2 separate regions of the Hordeum vulgare genome follow, and region 2 is linked to region 1. A link is a contact called in public Hi-C data. All regions are on one chromosome and are shown on one strand. Each heading gives the region's core, a stretch centred on a gene start, on an enhancer-like site or on the middle of the called end of the contact. The rest is flanking DNA. Distances are from core to core; before and after follow the strand shown.

Region 1 (5,136 bases), core at 1,654-4,153:
ATATTGCAGCAATGTTCTGTATAGCGGTACGAGTGATGTTAAAAGAGGTGTTCAGTAGAATACCGTTCCAAATTTCAACATCTTCAGGGAGCTTTTGGTAAACAGGAGTGGCAGACCAGACGAAGTAACCACCAGGACGTAATAGTCGGTTTAATTCCAGCAAAAGCTTGCCACCTGAAAGTAACCAGTTGTCGTAAACCGTATTCATATCATACAGTACACGGTAGCTACCAGGAGATATCGAAGGGTAAACATGCCACCACAAGACAAACCTTCAATGTGCCAAGGGACTCTGCAGCGAGCACAGTGAATGACATCAAAAACCCTGCTAGGATATGGAAGTCGCTTGGTGCCCATTACAGCTGATATTGCTGGAATTCCTCTCTCCAGCGCAAACTGTACTTGAGCTTCATGCTCGTCTTTTGGAGCAAATGACATGGTAAGCACATCTCTATCAAACATGTAGCCACCAAAGCTAGCAACTCCACAACCAACATCTAGAATGACACGGCTTCGTTTACCCCATGCAATATCAGGTAAAGCCTGCACATAGTAATTTGATAAGCATGTAAATGCATAGACTTCGGACACCATGATATGGTGATAATATTGGTTTCAAAAAAAGAACATGCAAATTTCATCATCAGAGTCCTGAAACATGTGCAAACTCCTTCAAAGGAGTGATGGAAACATTTCCCTTGAGACTTAGGTATGTGTTATACTATTAATCAACTTTTGATGTATGGAAGTAAGTCATAATTGGGGCAATGGTAATAAACCTGCTGAATAGTATCGATGTAGTGGAGTGCGCCATTCTTGAACTGAGTTCCGCCCCCAGGAAACAGAAGGTGATCCCCAGAAACTTTAACCCAGTTCTGATGGCCCTTGTACTCTGCAAGCTTGGTGTGAGGAACGTTGCTGTACCATACCTGCAAAAGTAGTGTTACTTATAATAAGCACAAGAAGGGGATATTGATCAACCGAAGATTACTCGGTGTTATGGAAACACCATGAAAAGACAGAAGTACCTTGTCCCTGCTCTTGGGCCACTCGATGGGGCGCTTATATCCTTCCGGAAGTGGGACAAGGCAAGTCGGGGGCTCCTCAGGGCAATGCCTCTCGCGGTGTTCATAATGTTTGGTAGAATGAAGCTTCTTGATAGCCTTCTCATTGTCAAGGCAAGGTATGTAATCTGTCACAGCGCTGCTATTACATAATTTCCAGCTATAGGTGATTTCATCACCTGAAGATTTTGATGCTGCTTGAGCTTCCTTCTCATTCTTTGACTCTGCGGCCTGTGTAGGGAATGACCCATTCTCGGTATTCGACTCCTTGAGAAGTTCAGATTGAGCTCCATCAGGAAATACCTCGTTAGCTTTTGCAGCTGGTTCCTTCTCTCCACTTTCTTCCACTTTCTCCTCGATTTGAGGCTGTTCAGTTGCATCATCCTCAGACTTTCCTTCTTGATCTTCCTTCTTCTCTCCATCAGATTTTTCAACATCATTGTCAGTGTTGGTCTCCTTATCTTTCCTCTCCTCGCTCTTCTCCTCCTCATCGCCAGACTCCCCACCCTCCTTAGCACTATGCCCTTCGGATTTTCCATTCGCATCATCAAAGGAATCCTTGCTGTCCTCCTTTTCTTTTGGCGGTTCCTTTTCTTCAGACATCTCCACAGGCTTCTCCATTGTGTTCTCAGTGAACTTCTCTTCCTCAGGAGCATCCCTGTTACTATGCGACTCATCTGGAACATTGTCATTATTGTCAGTGTCCTCGAATTTCTCCGAGCCAGCATTGCCGGATGTCGCCGTCTCCTCGGTTTCACCAAAGCCAACTTCTGCGCGTTGATCCTTGACCTCCGTCTTCTTATTGGATGTTGATACCTCTAGTGGCTCCGACCTCTTGTTTGAAGTCGGCTCTACCGGGAAGACGGTGGACGACGTCATCATCCAGGCGCCCACCACGCAGAGCGCCACAAACACCACGACGGTGGTCGTCGTGCACAACGACGAAGACGGCGACGAGGGCCGCCTGCCGTCCATCTTCCCGCCTCGGCCGAATGCCATCAGTCCCACTAGCACATGTACAGGACCACCCCGCTGCACGCGGCCTGTTTATATCAGCTCGATCCACCAAAGGTTGCAGAGCTTTGCTGCTTCCTGCCACACACCGCGCGCACCTAAAGCAAATTAAACTACATCGTTAGAGCCCGGAGCACTAGAAATTTATACTACCAACCAAACCACCAGATCTAAAGAAGGAAGCACCGGATCCGCAGAGCATTACAAAACTCAATGATATAACTCCCAAAAAGGCGTGTCGTTTCCGTATCATGTTCCCTACCAAGGCGACGCTTCCCAAGAGGAAAGCCATGAAAAAGGCAAGCAAATCCCCTTCTATCGGCAAGCATGCAAACATGGATGCAAAGCGCGTGCATTAATGAAGGAAAAAATCAGGCAAATCCCCCTATTCCCTTGCGCGAATCGCAATCGGATCTGTGGGCAGAGCTGGCTCCGAGCTGGGTCGCAATCTAACACAACTAGTAGCGGACGCCATAGCACAGCGGTGCACTAGACCACCACCCAATCAGACGGACGGACAAGCTCGAGCTAGATCCGCTCCGGCGGGCGGGAAGAGGGGGAGGCGGGCAATGCGGAGTCGGTCGGTGGGTTCGTACCTCGCCGGCCGGGGAGCTGGGGCGCGGCTCCGAGCGGATCTCGAGGAGGGGGCGAGGGGATCGAGGAGTGCTTGGATCCGCAGCGTGGCCTCGCCGGGTTATAAAGGGCTGGCCTCCAGCTAGCGTGCGGGAGGGGGAGGGGGAGGAGCGAGGGCAGGCAGTGGAGTGTGTCGTGTGTGTGACAGTGCGAGCGAGCGAAGGAGATGGATGGGGGCAGTGGCGATGGCCGTACGCACGGGTTAAATTAGTGCGAGAATCTTGACTAAAAATGTGGGATTCTCATGAGCTGCCATCTTTTGCAGATTTGCCCTCTCGGGCTCGCATTATTGTGACAAGCCAGTACGTGTACTTTTGTCTACTCACGCTCGGAGTAAGTGAAGCATGATTATATCAAGTGTTAAAAAAAAGCATGATTATATCAATCAACACTAAAAAAAAATCTATGAAAGATAAACTCATTCTCATATGTCTTTTGCCTCTATTTCAATAAGAAGAAAAATATATATATCTATTCCAAAATATTCTGATTTTTTCTTTCAAAATGTATAACCCAGGACACACACACATTCAAATTAATTATATTATTTGATAATACCAATAAATCATGTTGATCCCATTACAGATGAGATGTCCGCGAACCATAATCTAGCGACATATTGTCGACCAATTAAAAAACATCAATGTTGGACAAAAATGCTTCTTGTAGCCATTTCTACATTTTAGATGTTTCAAACAAGTGATTTTTTTTTAAAAAGATCTTACTGTCTTTCCCCGATAGAGGAGTTTGACCCTTTCACTTCTGCCTTTGCCCTTTGTACTCAAATGACTGTCGCCGTTGTTCATGGAAGGGTGGCATCCCACGTGCATGGACTCCATGCCATCTTGAAAAGTATGTGAATGGAAGGCTCCGCCATCGTTGTTTTCCTTATTCGATACTCGGTCAAGTTGGCAATGGGGATTATCTAGGCATGTATTAGACTCTCATCATTGTCCTCGTGACAGTCTCTTCATGCATATCTCTGTCCATGCCCCCATCCGCGAGGATAAAAAAATCCATCCTCGTCCTCGCACGAGTTTTTTTGCGAATAGGACCCTCGCATTAAAAGAAACATCGGACAGTACAAAGCACCTCAACAAAAATGAAAACTATAATGAAATCCTTGAGATGCCCTTCGTCTTCAACCTCTAGACCATGTCGGCAGCGTGCCGCACTACCGCTCCTTCTTGAGTCGGCCTGACGTAGTTGGATGCGGGCGGGAAGTCGTCGAACGGGTAAGAAGACCACATCTTTCCGGAGATGAAGGAGGAAGAATCGTTTATGAAGCTCATTGATGATCAGGATATCCACATAGCCAGAAGAAGTCCTCAAGAACCACACAACTCCCACAATCTTCTCGACATCGCCGCCAAGATGAGGCTGAAGCCGGGAAGACCATATTAAACAAGATGTCGCCGCCATCATTTGAGTGTTATCCCACCAAACCTTAACCCTAAAAGCAGGAAAATGGAGCCCTCCCATCAACGAGGGACGAGATCCACCCCGCTTCCATGGCCTGCAGGCAACAGAAGCGAGGCCGATCGGCGGCCACCGCGATGGGAGGCAAGGGGACCCTAATCGTCTATGCGTGGGAGGGAGAGGAATGAGAGTTTTGTGGGTTTTCATTCTCACGGAAACCCATACCCACAATCCATAGGAACATTCAATAGCATTTCATTCAAAAAAAAATTATTTCATCACAATAAGCAACATGTAAGGGCATGTCCATCGACAACCCTCAAATTTCCTCCCGCATCCGTCCACGGACAGGGGGATCAGTGCGTAGACACGGATGAGGGAGGATGCCATCTAACCATAGCCGCATACATTTTAACAACAATTCGAACCAAACGAACAAAATTCGTGTGAACCTAGCGAATTTTGATATAAACACGACCTATTTCATTTGAAATAGGATAATCTGTACATAAAACCAAACGATATTCCATCTGGTGAACTAAAAACCTTAAACTAAAACCCTAAACTACCCTATACTTGATGGTGACCTCATACACCATGCCTGGTTGGTCGGTGGCTCCTCCTCTGTCATCATCGTCCGCTCTGTCGTCGGAGTTGTCATCGTCGGGCTCGGGGCGGCGGAAGGTGGCGGAGTTAGGACAGGGCTTCCTCCTGCACCGTGCGCATGATGGCCTCGCCGCTTACAACATGGGCAGGAAGGGGAGAGGCCGGCGGACCTTGGATGAGGTGGCATTGGCGGCAGTGATCTTGGCGCGAGACCAATCCTCGTTGTGCTTGGCAATCTCCCCGTAGAACCGTTTGCTCGTCTCTGTCGTTGTCACGGGGTTGTCAAGAGGCCGCATGTTCGCCGGCTCCTCGCCCGCCACATTGTGTGGTAGTGGGTCGTCCGAGTCAGCGAACTCCAACCGGTGCGTCGCGTTGCGCTTGTCTTGCAGGCACGGCCCCC
Region 2 (5,136 bases), core at 795-3,294, 200 kb before region 1:
AACGAGTGAGCTCGCCGGCGCTTCGGTAGACGCCGCGCCCGTCCGCCGCCCTGCAAGCTTCTTCTTCGCCTTCGAGCTGCCGGAGCCGTCCGTCGCCTTCTTCTTCGCGGATGTTTTTCCTTTCTTCGGCTCCGACGCATTGCGGAGCTTTGACGGTGCGGCGGCGGCACGGGACGGCGTCGGCGCGACGCCACCCGTCGGCGTGGTCATCCGCGGCGGCAAGAAGAGGCTGCGCGCGAGGCCGACGGTCGGCGGAGCTCCGGCGGCGGCGGCGCCAGCGCCAGCGCCAACGCTCGCCGCGCTAGGGTTTTCGGCGGCGGGGGGGTCGCGGCTGTACAACGAGGTCAGCGGGGTGTCGGTGTGCGCGTCCATGGTGGCAGGGGCGCTGGCGCCGGCGCGCGCGGGTGCAAAGGAGGAAGAAAAGGGCGAGTTCGCGCGCGCGCTCGAGTCTGCCGCGCGCGGAAGTGGACGCCCGAAATACAAAACACGGGATGAGGCTATAGCCAGCGCGTCCAACTCGTTTTAGCGCGCGCGTGGTTTTTGCGCGCCCGCTGGAGCTGTCCGCCGCGTTGCGCGCGCGCTATAATTGCCTTTTTTGCGGCGTGACGCTAGTATAGCGCGGCTGTTGGAGATGCTCTAAGGTCCTTATTTTTAGAACTCCTTGAGATTTTTGAACATGCAACATCACTCTAAAACTGGTTCAATGTATTATATGATTTCTTTAATGACTAAAAGTTTCTCACGAGCGTGGAGAGATATAAAACGAGAGCCAACTAAGACTAGTCAAACAACAACAACAACAACAACAACAACGCCACCACCACCACTAAAATCTTTAGTCCTAAACAAATAGGGTAGGCTAGATTTAAAACTCATAAGATCTCGCAATCACTTCATGGTTCTCACACATGTATAGCATGCTTCCAGAGACCCCTGTTTATGGCTAGTTCTTTGATGATACTTCAATGCTTCAGATTTCTTTTTACGGACTCCCTCATATCAAGTTTAGTCTACCCTACCTTCTTTGACATTATTAGTACACTTTTAGCCGTCCGCTATGGTGCTACACGTGCAAATAAACTTCTTACAAAGTTTAAAGTTTAGTATGAATTGCACAAATGTTTTTGTACTCGCACCTTTCACAAATATAAGATGATATAACTTTTTACCGAATCAGATGTATATAGACAAATTTTATTGTATTAGCAAAAGGACTTGTGCGTTGCAACAAAAAACACTTAGTTCAAGATTTTACAAGGCCATGTCTTCTATTTGATACACTATATTTAGTAGGTATAGATTTGTTTAGTCATTAGGTATACATTTGTTCACTCATTTTAGAGCGTATATAGTCCACACTGAAGTATCAAAACATATTATATTTGTCAACAGAGGGAGTATATAACTTTATTGTTTGTGTAAATGGATCTATGCCACTATCTCGTGCTAAAATGTGAACTGCATTGTAAATCAATCCGTGGTTGGATGGTTAGAAAAACAGAGGTGTCTTAATCCATCAAGTTTCAAGTCCTAAACTTTACATGGTGCTCGTATTTTTTTTTTTGATTTATTTTAGAACTTTTGATGACGTGCATATAGTGAGAGGAAACAGTGTTTCCGTCCACTATGAAGACATTTGTGGTAACTTCGTCATTGTCAACATGATGTGTCCGTCTAATCTTTTGAAGGTGTTCATAGAAATAGAATATGTATGTGTATATTTATAGAAATGAATGTATGTATGTATATATGAGCGGCTCGTGTGTACGGTCTTAAAAAAATACAAACTGCACCTCCAACAGGGTGATTACGTTATAAATTTATCCTTTTTCCGAGGGGTGGTAAGTCAAATCTATCCTTGACAACGAAAAGGGTTCCCTAACACGGCTAGCACGGGCTAGAAACGTTGGCCCAAAACCATGGGCCGGTGCAACTTTAAATGCTATAGCAAATGTGGACCGAGCATGCCGTAAAGCAGGTCAAGGAAGGAAAAACAGGTCCAAAGCCCAGGCGCGGCTCCCTCCTCTAAAACCACGAGCCGACGGCGGCGAGACCGCGAGCCAACGGCGACGAGAAAGCTACACGACTCGGCGGTTATCCCACACCCCGCCCCGCCGCGCGTCGCCGTCCGCATTCGCTCCCATCCCCGCGCCACCCGCCGCCTTCTCCCCGACCGAATCCGACGGCCTCCTCCTCTCCTCGCCTCCTTTAATCCTCTCCCCACGCGAAACCGTGGGCGCTCTCGTCTCCCTTCACTCCTCGCTCCTCCGCCCCGTGACACCCAACCCTCCAAAACCCTAGCCGTCTGTCGCCGCGGCTCGATCTAATGCTGTGACCTCCCGACACCGTCCCCGCCTCCCCGCGTCGCGATGGAAGGCCCCGTCGCCGCCCCCTCCTCCTCCGCCGCGCCCGCCGTCGCTAGGGTTACGGCCGCCGCGCCCTCCGCTGCCGCGGCCCCGCAGCCTCTCGCCGCGCAGCAGCCGCCTGCCGCCGCGGTCGCGGGAGCCGCGGCGGGGTGCCGCAGGCAGGTGTTCTCCGTGGAGCTCCGGCCCGGTGAGACCACCATTGTGTCGTGGAAGAAGCTGCTGAAGGAGGCCGGGCACGCGGCGGCCGCACCTTCGCAGCCGCTGGCAGTGGTGCCGGCGGAGCCTGCCGTTGCTGCACAACCGGGCCCGCCCGCTGCGGTAAGCAGTGCTCCTGCTTTGGGTGTTGTCTGTCTGTCGATTGATTTGGGTGTGATAGTTTGCTGCGCAGATTTGACCTGCGGCTAGATGCATAATTGCATCGGTGTGCTCGTTTTCTCTGTCAAAATAGCTGCAAGGGCACTAGAAGCCAAGTGTGCGATATTTCAGTAGTTCAGTATCATTTCCTTCTGTCTTTGTAATTCTTGTAGTAGTTGGTCATGCCACAACCTTATCATTCCACATACATTGCTCTTCACCAAGCATTTTGGTTTCAGATAGTGCATGCTGAACATACGAGGAGTGCTCTGTGTGTTTAACATCGAGTTTATTATACTATTCAAAATCAGGCACACCCTGCAGAAAATGACCCAGAAGATCCAGCACAGCCAAATCGGTTCAATGCCGTTATCGAGAAAATTGAGCGCCTTTACATGGTAAAACGAATAATGACATTATTTCACTCCAAATTGTCCATGCACTGAGTTATGACTCTATTCAAATTGCCAGGGTAAACATAGCAGCGATGAAGAAGATCTTGGTGATGTACCGGACGACGATCAATATGACACTGATGATTCTTTTATTGATGACGCTGAATTGGTTGGTTGCTCAATTCTACTTAGCCTTATCTTATATACATATGAGAACGACCATATGGTTCTTCTGTATCTTTTCTGATCTGATTGATGTGTACTGCACCAATAAACTTCTACCTGCTCTGTATATTGTTGTGTAATCATGCAGAGATGATATAATATTGCTAATAAATCAAACTCTTTGCTTGCTGACAACGTCGATCCCATTCCCATCTTCATCGTAATTATGCACTCCGTTTTTGCTATCTGTTGTATCTGCCTGAACTCTTAGTTTAGTGCTAGGATGAAAACATTATTTTATTAGTTTGAGTTGACAACTCCATGACCCTTCCAGCATTGCAGCAGTAGTTCATTCTTTGTATAGTGTATACACATAATGTGACTTGTATGTCTGGAAACAATTGACTGAATATTCACAGCATATTAGATAATTCTTTGTCTAATTACTTACACCGACTCAGTTTACCTCATGGTAGTCAGGCTTATAGAATTTATCCTAGTAAGTTAACATATTGAAATATTTTTTCTGCAATGCTAATTCATTATATGCACCGAGAAAGAATTGTCGCTGATGGGTGATTGCTTTTCATGTTCCTTATGCTTGCAGGATGAGTATTTTGAAGTTGATAATTTGACGACTAAGCACACCGGTTTTTTTGTTAACAAAGGAACATTGGAACAGATGTAAGGTCCCTCTTTTTTTTGTTATTATTTGATAGAAAATTCATGCCGTCGCTTCTTCTCTTAGCTGGTAAGAGTACATCCATGCCATCATTATGGATGTCTGTTTTTTTAGGATGATATCTTTTTTTTTTGGAACGAAGGCTCCAGAAGAGCCCGACTTTGAATTAACAAAGCCATCAACCGGCCAGGATTACAGACTCGAAACCAACACAAAAAGAAAATAAACGACAAGATACAGAGGCGCTGGTAAGCAGCTCACAAGCCTCACACACACCAAGCTACAAAAGGATCGACAGGGAGAAGCATAGCTCGGAGATGGAGTGGTCCTCAACGCAAGGAGAACATTAGGGAAGGAGAATGCCGACTCTGGATCAACACGTCTAATGACGAGGAAGAGCACGCCGTCGTCTAAACACCGGAAGCCCCGACACGACACATCCGCCCAGCTCCAATGTCAAAGAAGGCCCATGGCTCCTCGCCTGGCTCGAAAGGCGCTGCACCGTTGACAAGAGGAATAGTTCTCCCTAGAACATGAGAGATAGTCGCCGGTAGGCTGCAGCTGGAAAGAAACCTAGCACACCCAACAAGCCACGGATAGATCACCAAGAGCGGAGCACCACCGAATCCCACCGTCCGGTCACGGAAAAGGAAGAGATGCCGAGACGGACGAAGACGAGCAACAGCTAGAACTCCCGAAGGATGAAGCGTACCCAAGTGAAGTCACTGAAAGAGGGGCTAATGCTCTCACGCGCACTGAGAAGGGTCTCCACAGGAGGGGAACCTGATCCCCTCGTGCCGGGAGGAACCACAGTCCTGGCAGGACACCCCGCAGCAGCCCGGAGAGCTCTCGAAAAGTGAGGGACCACTTAGGAAGACGCCGTTGTCGTGGGAGATCAGTTTCCGCCGCCGCTGCACACGAAGCACATCGCCGAGCAGCCCCACGCCCACTTAGTCCCAAAAACGGCGCCTTCAGGAAGGACGCGACGCCAAAGGCGCCGCCGCCGTCCAAACTGTGTTGAGGATTTCTCCCGAGAGGCAAGGGGGGAGGGGTGGAGGAACAAACAAGATCGGCGCCTCCAAGGAGGGTAACGATGCCCTCGGGCGTCGCCACCGTCGATACCGACGAGGTCAGCTGGGATTTCTCGCGGTCTTCACTTCCCCGCCACCCACAC

What was found. Hi-C and Micro-C count contacts between places; a contact is called where the count stands out from the background.
Region 2: a contact with region 1 is called in a Hi-C map of leaf, with 1.9 times the contacts expected there. The contact joins the promoter of LOC123445119 here to the promoter of LOC123445117 in region 1. A contact is called at or near these places in 5 of 6 Hi-C or Micro-C datasets (leaf, seedling and an unstated tissue) and 1 of 1 datasets of contacts at active chromatin or transcription factors (embryo).

Annotation. Positions count from the first base shown.
Region 1 is chr3H:563,914,998-563,920,133 of MorexV3_pseudomolecules_assembly, reverse strand. It overlaps LOC123445117 (probable methyltransferase PMT26), which reads right to left and starts at 2,903. Exons shown (of 9, transcript XM_045122051.1): 1 at 2,675-2,903; 2 at 1,029-2,176; 3 at 780-929; 4 at 273-543; 5 at 64-174. The coding sequence starts at 2,063.
Region 2 is chr3H:564,116,740-564,121,875 of MorexV3_pseudomolecules_assembly, reverse strand. It overlaps LOC123445119 (ubinuclein-1-like), which reads left to right and starts at 2,044. Exons shown (of 13, transcript XM_045122053.1): 1 at 2,044-2,684; 2 at 3,032-3,118; 3 at 3,192-3,284; 4 at 3,888-3,964. The coding sequence starts at 2,370.